Linked DNA regions of Oryctolagus cuniculus: region 2 is linked to region 1. A link is a contact called in public Hi-C data. All regions are on one chromosome and are shown on one strand. The core of a region is the stretch at or near the end of the contact, and the rest is flanking DNA. Distances in the headings are between cores, read along the strand shown. Region 1 has its middle 83 kb from the start of ZFHX3. Region 2 holds the start of LOC138846541 (spidroin-2-like).

Region 1 (3,644 bases), core at 845-3,344:
ACAACCAGACTGAAGCGTAGCCTCAGGCTGTCTTGCAAAGCCCCTCCAAACAGCCTCTAATTAATTTTTATCCGGGCATCCCAATAGGTCCCGAGAGTACAGCAACCCAACAACAAAAAAGCCCGTGTCCAGTCATTTGGAGAAAGCTTTGACGTCACACTTAGAGATTTCAGATCTCCAAAAGAGAAACTGCTGCAGAAAAACCAAACCAAACCAAAACCAAACCAAAACCAAAACTCCTTCCTTTCACTTCCCTCTGCTCCACTTGGTTTTAGTCCTCCTGCTTCTTGTCTTTTTCTTTTTTTTCCCCTTTATAGTGGCCATACGTCCCATCTTTCTTGACCCCTCCTGCCCCAGGTACTTTCAGCGAGAATGCTGTGGCTATATATATATATATATATATATTTTTTTTTTTCTGCTGGAGGAAAACCCAGGTTCTCATGGGGCTGCACCAGGGGATCCCAGGAACGGGAGGAGCCTCTCTGTGTGTGTGGCCCAGAGCCGGTGGGCCCGGGCCCAGGTGCTGTGGGAAGCTCGTGAGCAGACAGGGGTTGGAGGCAGAGAGGAGCCTGCACTGAGCGCAGTGTCAGTGCAGCGTCCTGGGGCTCCCAGAAAGGCTGTTTGTGGGGCTCAGTCAGTGACCCCCCGCCCTCGCGAAACTCCCACAGGGCCTGTACAGGTTGCTTTCCTGCTTATTCCCAGGGGACGTGGAGGCGGTGGGGCCTCAGCTGCCCCGGCCCCTGAGCCTCTCCAGTTCAGGGTGTTCAGGGTGCCTTGCTCCCTGGAGTCCGATCTCCCTTGACCTCCTCCCCAAGCACCTTATCCCCCTGCCGGGTCCTGGCTCCTCTGGCTCTGCTCAGGAAGCTTCTCTGAGGACCTCAGAATGAATGAAAGCTTGGGAAGTGCCACGGTGTGAATGGATGCATTCAGAGGCGCTGCAACCCAGCCCCCTCCCGGCTTCCTGGGCTTTCCGGACACAAAGGTTGAGCCACTGATCCCCTCCGGAGCACCCAAGATGGGAGAGTCATCTCGAGCCAGCCGCGGGTGTTCATTTCACCATCACCGGGTGCCAAAGACATTTCCTCGGGACCCGCTCGACCCGACAGCGCCCAAGAAATGGGGTCATTGTTTGTAACGAGCGCCAGCAGCTTGGCTGCCGGACAGGAGTTAATCACAGAATCACAGGCCTAGAAGAGGCTCTGCCGTAGCAGGTCCAAGCCAGTGAGAGCCAATCCTATTTTTGAAGACGCCCACGGAGCCCCAGTCCCAGTGACTAATCGCTCCTAATTGTCTTCTTTAATTTTAACCTCAAGCCCTAGTGCTTTAAACAGATTTCCGTTTGCCCTGTCCTCAGAGAAGGCAGAAGCCTTGCTCATCACACCAACAGGGCCATGCATTTCCCCTTCCTCTGCCTTTTCCTGTCTCCTTGGACGGTCCACGGACGACACAGGGTGAAGAGTGAATGCCTGGGAGTCACATGCCACAAGGGCTGACGTCTGGGTTCTGTGCCTAACTCCGCTGCCAGGCCTGTTTCCCCGTGTGCAAAGCTGGAGAACTGACAGTGGCTGGACTGAGTTACCCGAATGACACAATGGGAAGAAGGTTCTTTGCATTGGTTGGGGGTGCCATCCTGCAGAGAGAGGGGTGCACATGGAATCTGAGTTCTTCTCAGTGCCTGTCCCCAATGTCGAGTGACAGTGATGGGTGAGGCAGCAAGAACAGGGTCAAGAGAACTGGCCTGGTCCGTGGAGCGGAGCTCGGTCCTACACCCAGCACTTGGCTATCGCCGGTCTCCTGACCCCCACTCAGGCAGGCACCACCTCTCTGGGCCTCAGGGTTATAGTCTGTGATCTCTACCCTGACTTCCCTGCCAGGAGCAATAATGGGGCAGCATCTGATGAAAGGAGAAATGAGGCTGTGGAATGCCGGGTAGAAAGTTCTAGGCACACGTCAGGCGGAAGGGTGATGATCAAGCAACCTCCTTGGGCCAGAGACCCCCGCCTGCGACCCTTGCCACTTCTTTATGGGGTGGGGCCACATTGGTGTTTCGCTGCTACTCCCCTGAATTGTCCATTTCCTGGGAGTCAGGACTGGGGTGGAGCGAGTTAAAGTTTATCTTCTGACTCACTCTTTAGTGTTCACATTTTCTGAGACTCTTAGTTCTGTTTTGCTTCGAGAGGAACAACCGCTGGCTGGGAGAACCGTTCAGTCAAGGAGCAGCACAGCACAGAGGGTAGGCGGGTGGTCAAACCCCGGGCTGTGGGCCGGGGCCCGGTCGTGACCTTCCCACCTGTCTGGTCCTTGGGAAGCGGCGTCGCTCTCTCTTTCAGCACCCTCAGCAGTACAATGGGGATACTAAGAGCTCCCAATCAGTAGGGATTACGTGACTACGCATCACGTGCCAAGTAAGCAACCAAAGGTGTACAACTGTTATTATTAATCAGATGTTTCTGGCTCACGCTTTGAAGAAGGCTGAGGATTCTGATTCCCCTCTGAAAGATGTCACCAAACCAAGACCACTCTCATCCAGGGGGCTCCTAAGCTTCTGGGGGGCCCTGGCTCGTGGAAGGAGAGGGGCAACGTTACAGACACTCTCTGCAGAAGAGCTAACACAGGCCCTGAGATTCACACGTGTTATCGAGGGGTTTCGGCCCATCCATGGAGTTACTGCGGTTCATCACCCTTAGGAATTTCTGTTTCATTTTCTTATTTACTAGGTCATCAGGATCATCCAAGTATAGCTCTGGATGAAGTAAGGAAAAATATCTCATCAGGAAGTGTTCTGGGGGCCAGCACTGTGGCATAGCGGGTAAAGCCACCGCCTGCAGTGCCGGTATCCCAAATGGGCGCTCCTTTGAGTCCCAGCTGCCCCTCTTCCAATCCAGCTCTCTGCTATGGCCTGGGAAAGCAGTAGAAGATGGCCCAAGTCCTTGGGCCCCTGCACCCATGTGGGAGACCCGGAAGAAGCTCCTGGCTCCTGGCTTTGGATTGGCGCAGCTCTGGCTGTTGTGGCCATCTGGGGAGTGAACCAACAGATGGAAGATCTTTCTCTCTGCCTCTCCCTGTCCCTGTCCCTCTCCCTCTATATCTCTCTGTAACTCTGCCTTTCAAATAAATAAATAAAGCTTTTTTTTTTTTAAAGAAAATGTTCTGATGTTTGCTATCACCCGGAGGTCCGTAAAGGAAAGAAAACATATGAGACAAACGAAACCAAACTAGATTTTCTGCAGCCTCTTTTTTGAGTAGTAGGCTTTTGATGCACACCATTGTGAACTTGTCTGTGCTCTGAAAGAACCTGGGAGAAGTGGTGCCTCCGCCTCTTCCCCATGCCAGCAGCCAAGAGCCAAGGGTCACTTTGTTAAGAATTCCCAAGTCTGGAGGTTTAAACGGACGATCAGGCTGTGAACCTCTCGTTTCACATTGAGCTTCCTTATTTCATGCTATATGAAGAACTCTCTTAAGTACAGCGTGTATAGGCTAGGGTTTGGAAGAACTTAAATTAAAAAACAAATAATGGCAAATACACCCTTCAATATGATTATACCTTGGACGACTTCACTGTAATTTGGTAGGAATTAAGGGTTGGGCCCACAAGAGTTTAATTTTCAAGTCAGAAGTATATTTCAAGTCTCCCCAAATACCTA
Region 2 (3,644 bases), core at 596-3,095, 110 kb before region 1:
TGCAGCATGGGTCAGATTCGAACTCAACGTGACCCCGAGGAGAAGGCAGTCACCCAACCTTGGAAAACTGCTCCATATTTAATGTGGGGGGGGGAGCATGTGCATATGCATTCCTACTCCCCCAGTGTAGTACCTACACAGTGTGCACGGACACACACACACACACACACACACATCAGTCAAGACTGCCAGGCCACAGGGCCAACTCCAGCCCAGTTCTCAGCCCACACCACCAAGAGCCTGAATTCTCCCTGTAGCCCCCCAAAACCTTCCTCCAGCTCCCTCGTGCACGCGTGCACATGTACACACACACACACACACACACACACGGACCAATTCTCCTCCAGAGGCTTTCTATGTTTAAAAAGTCCACAGATCTGATCATCTCCTCTCTGGACCAGAGCAGGGCAGTTTATCCAGAGAAATCAATAGGAAAGAGCATTTGCAAATATTTATATAAGCCCTGTGCGTTTCAGCATTAAGTAATTAAAAACTAAAGCCCAGGGAGGGAAGGGGAGGAGACAGGCAGACAGAGGAGGCCGCTGGCCTCCAGTGGGCTCTCCTGCCCACACCTCATCTCCCCAGACCGCAACCCTTTCAAAACTGACGCCGTGCACACTTTTACGAAATCCTGTGCGTGCACCATTTGCTAGACTATTCCAAAATTATCTCCAAATATGGATTCACCTACCACCACGCTTTCCACACTGTGTCTCTCTCTGAGCAGCTGACACTGCTCCCATCTCCAGTATGTTACTCCTGCACTCCTGTCTCTAATGTACCCGCATCAAGCTAAGAAATCTAACACCACAGATGAGAAGAGGACTTCAGAAGTGGTCACGCCATAAGCGAACTCCCACCCCGTTGGACTGCCCTCAGTCCATAAGATATCTGCTCCGTGGGGGCTCAGCACCTGACCTCCACACATGTAAACAAATGCACCCCCCCAAAAAAAACCACACACACACACACAACTCCAGTGGAATGAAGGAGTTTGAAAAGGAGCCACTATGGAATGGACTTCCCCTAGATCGTTCCGGGGAGCTGGGCCGTCAGTTCTGGCGCCTTGTGTCCGCTGCAAGGTGGGGAGCGAGGCGGCGGAGCCCCCCGCTGTAGATACCACAGAAATGTTCAGTAATGTAGGTACACGGCTGCAACTCAATGCCCTATTGATTATGCAGATGGGGATCAATCCCTGCCTTCCCCAATCTCCCAAGCACCTCCAAAGCAGCCCGTGTGCAACTAGCTATTCTCCCAAAGTAGCGAGCAAAAAGCAGAAAAAAAACATAATATATCCCCGACCGTCCCCCACAGAAAGGGCCGAGCCTCTTTTTTTTTTAATTCCGAAGTGAATTTATGTCCTGCAATTTGCATTACAGCCGAGCCATCAGCATCTGTCATATTCTTCAAAGGTACTTAACAAACCCTCTTTTAAAACTCACTACAACCGGAGGCCACAAAAAGGCAGTCAGTCTCCTTCTTCCATGGAGCCCTTAGATCAAGTTTCAATAATTGAGACCAATAAAAATTATCATATTTACCCTACTTCAAAGCAACAAGGGGCGAAGTTAAGAGTGGGTGATTTTTGAAAGCATTTGCAATCAAAGAATTTGCTCCAGTCGAAGATATTGCACAACATCTTACAAAAGTCAGATCCCAGCAACAGATTAATTCGCAGGCAAAGTAAAATATTTTTATATTTTAATTTAATAGATCCACAAGAAGCCTCTGAACATCGAGTCCAAACACAATTTAAACACACTGCATGAAAGGCGCTAGGATCCACTCTCCAACAGATATGCAAAAGGACGGACATTAAAATGCATGATGTAAAATTCAGGAACATGGTTTTCGCATCTCGTGGAGCCGGGTGAGGGCTCAGAGTGCAGAACCGAACGTAAACAATCCCAGATTCTCGTGAGCCAAAAAAGAAAAAAAAAGAAAAAAAAAAAAAAAAAGGAATCCTCCGGTGTCTCTCAACTCGGCCGGTCGAGCGAGGCCGGCCAAGCTGGGTCTGGCCCTGGCCGGCGGCGCAGCCCCGAGCCCCCGGGAGCCCCTAGCGTCCAGGGCAGAGCCCCTGCGGGCGCTCGCGGCGGCGCCGCCGGCGGGGCAGGGCGGACAGCGCTCAGGTGGACGACCGCGCGGCCGCCTCGCCCCCTCCCGGGGCCCGGGGCTCGGGTCCGGCTCCGGCCGCCGCGGCAAGTGGAGCCCCGGCGCGGACGGCGCCCGCCCGCCGGCGGCAGCCGCGGCCACTGCTCCGGGCCGGGTGCGCGCCCCGCGCGGCGGCTCAGCCCGGAGCCCCGGCGCCTCTCGGGGTGGGGCAAAGTTGGGGGCCGGGGGCGGCGGGGGCGGGGGCGCTCGGCACCGCGGACCCCCCCTCCACACACTCACACACACACTCACACTCACACACACGCCGGCCGCCGCCTTTGTCTCGGCGCTGGGACCCCGGCCGCCCTCCCGCCCTCGGCCCGCGCCCCGGCCGGCCCTGCCCGGCGGCGCCTCCAAACTCGCCGCGCGGGCCTCGCCCCGGGCGCCTCCACCCTCCCGGGGGTCGCGGCGGCGGCGGCGGCTGCGCGGGGGCCGGGGAGGAGGGGGCGGCCCGGGCTCGGCGGCGGCGGCGGCGGCGGCGCGGGAGGAGGAGGAGGAAGAAGAAGAGAAAGAGAAAGTTTGGCGCAGGGGGAAGGCGAGCGGGACGCAGCGAGCGAGCAGGGCGCGGGCGGCGGCGGCCGGGCGCGGGAGCCGGGAGGGGGCAGGACGAGCCCCATGCAAAGCAGCCCGGGCGCCCCGAGGAGCCCCGCGTCCGGGCGGTGGCGGCGGCGGCGGCGGCGGGAGGAGGAGGAGGAGCAGGCGGCGGCGGCGGCGGCGGGAAAAAAAAAAAAAAAAAAAAAAAGAGGGAAAAGTTGCCACTTACGCGGTTGCTTCTCCGGCGGCGGCGGCTGCAGCGGCGCTGCTGGCGGCGGCGGCGGCGGCGGGAGCTGGCGGCGCTTTTAATCCCGAAAAGAGGCGCTCGGGCCGCGGAGCCCATCAAGGCAGCAGCGGCGGCTGGCGGGGGTCGGCGGCGGCGGAGGACGCGCTGCTGGCGGCGGCGGCGGCGGCGGCGGAGCTGGAGCGCGCTCGGCGGAGCCCGGGGCGGGAGGCGGCCGCAGCCGGGGAGCCGGAGCCGCCGCCGCCGCTGCCGCCGAGCAGCATGGTTGGCGGGGAGTTTACAGCCCCCGGAGCGGGCAGGGGCCACGGAGGAGAAGCGGCGGCGGCGGCGGCAGCGGCTCTAGGCTGTAATTGGGATGCAAAGCAGGCGGCGGCGGCGGCGGCGGCGGCTGCGGCCGGGAGGAGGAGGAGGAGGAGGCGGCGGCGGCGGCGGCGGTGGCTGCAGCGGTCGGAGGGGACGCGCTGGAAGTGGGAGCTGATGAGTGAAAAGAAAAAAAAGTCTTTGGATCTTTATTCTGCTAATTAGTTTCCTGCAAAAAATGGCTGTGATTAATTCAGTGCGCATGTGCTTCATTACCCAGGCACGACGGGAAGGGCTAATTAGCCACCTTCTGGATCAATAAGATTCAGCAAAAAAGAAAAGGGGGAGGTGGAGGGAGGCAGAGGGGAGGAAGGGAGGGAAAAAAAAAAAAAACCAGGGGAAAGTGATGAGCAGA

The links. Hi-C and Micro-C count contacts between places; a contact is called where the count stands out from the background.
Region 2: a Hi-C map of an unstated tissue shows a contact between it and region 1, with 2.7 times the contacts expected there. The contact joins the promoter of LOC138846541 here to the enhancer-like site in region 1. A contact is called at or near these places in 2 of 6 Hi-C or Micro-C datasets (psoas muscle and an unstated tissue).

What each region holds. Positions count from the first base shown.
Region 1 is chr18:54,086,316-54,089,959 of mOryCun1.1, reverse strand. No RefSeq gene overlaps it. Among named protein-coding and RNA genes, the nearest start is that of ZFHX3, 83 kb to the left of the region's middle. Within about 2 kb of position 2,094, at least 1 of the 8 cell types and tissues checked has an H3K27ac peak or open chromatin away from gene starts, as enhancers often do.
Region 2 is chr18:54,198,387-54,202,030 of mOryCun1.1, reverse strand. LOC138846541 (spidroin-2-like) reads left to right here and starts at 1,845. Exons shown (of 2, transcript XM_070062556.1): 1 at 1,845-1,870; 2 at 1,999-3,454. The coding sequence starts at 1,845. The coding sequence ends at 3,454. The region is part of intron 1 of ZFHX3 (zinc finger homeobox 3); the gene reads right to left.